2 separate regions of the Zea mays genome follow, and region 1 is linked to region 2. Evidence: chromatin contacts called from public Hi-C data. All regions are on one chromosome and are shown on one strand. Each heading gives the region's core, a stretch centred on a gene start, on an enhancer-like site or on the middle of the called end of the contact. The rest is flanking DNA. Distances are from core to core; before and after follow the strand shown. Region 1 holds the start of LOC103639076 (zinc finger protein 36). Region 2 holds the start of LOC103639069.

The links. A called contact is a pair of places that touch in the nucleus more often than the background predicts.
Region 1: a contact with region 2 is called in a Hi-C map of ear, with 4 times the contacts expected there. The contact joins the promoter of LOC103639076 here to the promoter of LOC103639069 in region 2. A contact is called at or near these places in 5 of 25 Hi-C or Micro-C datasets (bundle sheath, ear, leaf and 1 more) and 1 of 3 datasets of contacts at active chromatin or transcription factors (leaf).

The regions. Positions count from the first base shown.
Region 1 is chr9:130,479,221-130,482,146 of Zm-B73-REFERENCE-NAM-5.0, reverse strand. LOC103639076 (zinc finger protein 36) reads left to right here and starts at 1,506. Exons shown (of 1, transcript XM_008661869.2): 1 at 1,506-2,523. The coding sequence starts at 1,656. The coding sequence ends at 2,333.
Region 2 is chr9:130,296,530-130,299,229 of Zm-B73-REFERENCE-NAM-5.0, reverse strand. It overlaps LOC103639069, which reads left to right and starts at 1,445. Exons shown (of 1, transcript XM_008661862.4): 1 at 1,445-2,700. The coding sequence starts at 1,914. The coding sequence ends at 2,621.

The DNA.
Region 1 (2,926 bases), core at 257-2,756, 180 kb before region 2:
GTACAACAACTCTATACAAAAATCTGGAGTTCTAACATGTCTCTATATGTTCTATAGACTTCACCCTCTTTTTTTTGTTTGTCTAGAGTAAATTAAAGCTCATAGATCGAGCTATCAGATCTAGCTATTAAAGATAGGAGGAACTGTAGCAACGCGGTCCTAAGTCTCTTGGGCTCTGGTTTCTTTAAAAACAGTTTCGGTTCTGGCTCTTCTCTCTTTGGCTTTTCTGGAGAAGTCGGAGTTGTTTCGTAATTCGTTTAGCAAAACAATCTCTCTTTATTTCGAATAATGTATTAGGGAAATGAAAACGGAGCAGATAAAAGCCACATTTTTTATGATCTGGCTCCCAACACAAAAATAGCTCTAGCTCCTCAAGGGCTCTCGATGCGAAGCCGTTTTTTATGCCCGTTTGATAGGGCTTCACGATAAGACTGAACTAGAGCCGTCTAAAGAGCCATGTCAAAGGAGCCCTAAAAAGCCCTTCACCTATACTATATGTTTTTTTTGAAAACGGATTATGGCACACTTTTCTAGCATAGCCTAAGGTCCTGTTTAGATGCATTATATGCTAAACCAACATGCGCAGCTTTTTAATCCTTTACAAGAAGTTTTATAAGATGTTTTTAGTTCAACGGAAGTAGGTTCTGTATGCCGTCTAAGTTGGCGTAGTTGGAGGCTGGTTTAAGGGCACGCGTAGCTCAATCAACACGTGCATGACGCGTTCCGTGCGCACACACAGGTTGATGAGTTTTTACCCGTGGAAGTCTAAATCCAGTGCACGCAGTAGCCCGTGCACCTTTGCCTCTAAGCTTTGCACACAGGAACAGAGGAAATATATACTTATTTGCGCTAGTTTGATAACTTTTTTTTTAAAGGATTCCTATTTTTTTTAAAAAAAATGAAAATCACTTGAAAAAATAATGTTGCCAGATAACAATCGGAAGTTGCTCTTGCTTGGTCCGGTACGGTAGCGAGGTATTGCACGTGCTCAATAAAGATTTGATATTTGAATGTATTATAGCTAATAGTTAGCGGTTAAAATTAGTTAGAGACATCTAAATACCTTAGTTAATAGTTTAACTATTAGCTACTTTTAGTAAATTAGTTAATTAGCTAGCTAATTTCACTAACAATTTTTTAGTCAAGTAACTATTAACTCTACTACATGGAAACATCACCATAGGTTACGTACATTAGATTTTTTTATTTTATTTCCATCTTATTCTTTATTTTATATTCAACTCTATAAACAGTGTTAAACATCATTATCCCTTATTTTACCCAATGTGTTAGAGATGGGCCGCCGGCTCAGCAGCTCAGGTCCCCGTGATAAAATAATGGACCCTGCCGTGTTAAAATAACGCCGGGCTGCTTGCCTAGCCCGCGCGAACCAACGCAGCAGCGGCCACCGCCCGCATGTTTGACTCTCCCATGCCGAACGTATCGCTTTCTCTGTCTGCCTGTCCTACTCCCTATAAATACGCTCCAGCCACTCTCTACTCTTCCAACGCCGCCGATCCAATCCATCCTTCTTCCAGCTCTGCTACCGTAGCGTAGAGACGCGTGCGGAGCAGCCTGAGACCTACAGTAGAACTAGAAGTTAGCCTGAGACCAGCGAGTTTTCTCAGCACCTGTCGTCATCAGATCAGCTAGCCATGGACGGCGGTTTCCCAGCACTTCTTGACCCCACCGCGCTCTCACTGGCGCTGCCGGTGACCCAGGGCCCGCAAGGGCTCAATAAGCTCAGCAAGGACGACTACCTCGCCATCTGCCTCGCCGCGCTCGCCGGCACGCGAGGAAGCAGCCTCGTCGTCAAGGCCGCCGCTGGGTTCGGGAGGCAAGAGACCGGCGGCATTAATAAGCAGTCGTGGTGCCCACCGCAGCCGGCCCCCGCCGCGCACGACGAGGCGCTCCGGCTCCGGTTCCGGTGCGCGGTGTGCGGGAAGGCGTTCCCGTCGTACCAGGCGCTGGGCGGCCACAAGTCCAGCCACCGCAAGCCGCCCACGGCGGAGCAGCAGGCGGTGGTTTCCGCGGCCGACTCCGAGGACGAGACGACGACGTCCTCGGGAGGAGGCCCGCACCGATGCACGATCTGCCGGAGGGGATTCGCCACGGGCCAGGCGCTCGGCGGGCACAAGCGCTGCCACTACTGGGACGGCGCGTCGGCGTCCGTCTCCCTGTCCGCGTCCGGTACGGGGTCGTCGGGCGTCACACTGAGGAACTTTGACCTCAACCTGATACCCGTGGCGGAGAACGCTGGGATGAAGAGGTGGGTCGAGGAGGAGGAGGTGCAGAGTCCACTGCCGATCAAGAAGCGCAGGATCTTGGATTAGTTATTAGCTCTCGGCTCTCGCGCTCCTACCAGCGGTTGAGACCTGTGTGCCCATAGCCTCGGTTCGTGTAAAAAGGAAGATTGATTGTTTCATCGATTATTTGATTCGTTCTTTACTTCTTTCACACTAATAAAATATTTGATTGTTGTTTCACGATTTTTTTATTAAAAAATCTCAAAGTTATAACTCAGACTAAGGACCTGTTTGTTTCAGCTTATAGATTATATAATCTGGATTATAATCTAAATTATATAATCCAGATTATAATCTAGATATATTATAATCTATATGTAGTTGTTTAGTAGTTTAGATTATACAAATGTAGATTATTCACAAAGACAACAATACTCTTATTGTTTATTTGAGGTGAGAAAAGAAGGATGGTATATATTGTAATTTCTATTTACATTACTATGTGTAGGGGGTCTTTTGCCAAAATAATCTCAAATAAGTTAGTCTTGAGGAGATTATGAGATTATCATAATCTGGAGTTTAGATTATATAATCTGGACTCATAGTCTATGTGTTTGTTTAACTATTAGATTATTTGCGCTGAATTATATAATTTGGAGAGATTATAATCTCAAACAAAC
Region 2 (2,700 bases), core at 196-2,695:
TCCTACCCCGAATCAACTCGGGTCACGGAGAACAAGACCGGCGTCCCATCCGGCCAGCTCCGCCGGATGGGCAATGATGGCGCTCCACAAGCTCTGTGACGACGGCGGCCCCCAGCTCTCTTACGAAAGCAGGGCGACGTCAGCAGGGACTCGACCACTCCAACAGCTGTCCCTCCGCCAGGCTCCGTCGCGCCTCCGACAGCCACGACATCACGCCAGTAAGGTGCCAAGACCTCTCCGGCTGCCACATTGGCATGTACCTAGGGCGCTAGCTCTCTCTCCGCTAGACACGTAGCACTCTGCTACACCCCCCATTGTACACCTGGATCCTCTCCTTACGACTATAAAAGGGAGGACCAGGGCCTTCTTAGAGAAGGTTGGCCGTGCGGGACCGAGGACGGGACAGGCGCTCTCTTGGGGCCGCTCGCTTCCCTCACCCGCGTGGACGCTTGTAACCCCCCTACTGCAAGCGCACCCGACCTGGGCGCGGGACGAACACAAAGGCCGCGGGACTTCCACCTCTCTCACGCTCGACTCCGGCCACCTCGCCTCTCCCCCCTTCGCGCTCGCCCACGCGCTCGACCCATCTGGGCTGGGGCACGCAGCACACTCACTCGTCGGCTTTGGGACCCCCCTGTCTCGAAACGCCGACACTAGTCTTTTGAGCTCAAGTCTGGGTCTTGTGTGTGCGTATTTGCTGTGATCTTTGTGTTTTGTGTGAGTTGCTCATCCCTCCCTTACTCCGTGATTCTTTGTGAACATCAAAAGTGTAAGGGCGAGAGGCTCCAAGTTGTGGAGATTCCTCGCGAACGGGATAAGAAAAGAAAAGCAAAACACTGTGGTATTCAAGTTGATCATTGGATCACTTGAGAGGAGTTGAGTGCAACTCTCGTCCGTTGGGACGCCACAACGTGGAGTAGGCAAGCGTTGGTCTTGGCCGAACCACGGGATAAACCACTGTGTCATCTCTGTGTTGAACTCTTTGTGGTTATCGTATTGTGCAAGATCTTCTCTCTAGCCACTTGGTGATTATTGTGCTAACACTTAACCAAGTTTTGTGGCTTAAGTTTTAAGTTTTACAGGATCACCTATTCACCCCCCTAGGTGCTCTCAGTTACCGTTATTAAGCCATTTTCCACATTAATAATTCAATCACCGTTAATAAATGAGATTAATCTATACCATCTATTCTTAACAAAGAAAAAAAGGAAAAAAATCGATACAGGGCCTTGAATTATGTGGGCCCTGCCCTGAGCTCTAATATTGATTTGTGCCTAATTTCAAAGGCACCTACTCATGGCATAATGTGGGATCAAATCTTCATGCCATCCAACAACCAGGGAAACCCTCATACCTTTTGCAGAGGTTTTGCCGAGTCAATGATATATTTTGCTGAGTGCGGTGACTGGTGAGCCAAGCCCCGAAGCTAACACACAGCTTAGCTATAAGGCACCGAAAAGCACAAATTTATATATTTTTCTGATTATGAGAAACGGAGAGAAATGTTTTTTTCCCGCTGGCTTGCGCATGCCACATTGGGCTGCTACTGCCCAAATCACATGAGCCCACCCTGGCATTCACACTGGACATGGACACAAGCCCAGCAGACCCTTGGAACATGAAAACGGTGGTCAGATTACGCGGCATCGACTTGGTCTGGTCAACGAAATGCGGGTCGTCCAAGCTCCCCCGATTGACTGGCAACTGGCATGTGTATTTTGCAATCCAACCATGGCCTGAGCAAGAAACGGACCTGGAGGACACATGACCTTTGTTCTCTTCCATTACCTCATCTCCTGTGCTCCGATCCGATCATCCACTCCTGTGCAGATAGTGGACCGATCTGATGTGCTTATCAGCATCTGTAGGCGTTCGCCAGTGAGAGAGTAGTACTCGAGAGACCTATCGCAACAATGGCAGAGATGGTCGGGTCCGTCGTTGTCGGCGAGGTGGTCAACCGGACCTTCTCCTTCCTCATCAGCAAGCACAGCAGGGAGCGCCTGAGCACGCGGGAAGGCGTCGAGCGGCTGGAGATGGCGCACATCAAGATGGAGGCCGCGCTGGAGCTGTCCAGCCGCTGGCAGCACCACGCCACCGACGCCGACGCGTCCCTGCTCCGCTGGCGCCGGAAGCTGAGGCGCGCCGCGGACGAGTGCGACGCCGCGCTGCACCGGTGGAAGCTGCGGGAGCTGCAGGAGGAGGACGCCCGCGAGAGGCTGGCCCGGGCGCCGCTCCCGCGCCGCGTCGCGCACGCGGTCCTCTGCTTCCTCTCGGCGCTCCTGCTCCTCGCCCGCGCCCGCGGCGGCGGCGGCGACGACGACGCGTGCTCCCACGCCTGTGCCGCCGTCCGGAGGTTCGAGAGGCTGGCCAGCGGCGCCGCCGAGTTCCTCAGGTGCGTGGAGTTCGGCAGCGCGCCGCGGAGGTGCGGCGGCCTGTTCGGTGGCGGCCCCGTCGCTGGGAGGCTCGCGAGCTACGAGAGGCTGCAGCTGGGAGCTCCTCAGCAGCACCGTTTCTTGGGCGTCGGGCCCGCAAGTCCGGCGGAGGTTTGGGCGGACAGCAAGCCCTGCCGTGCTTACCCCAATCGTAGGCCGTCGTCGGGGAAGAAACTGCTGCTGGTGTGAAAAATGGCGAAGGCAACAGGAATACAGGATACACGATCTGCTCCGGTTCCAGACTTCCAGTCAAGCCAGCCAAGCAGGG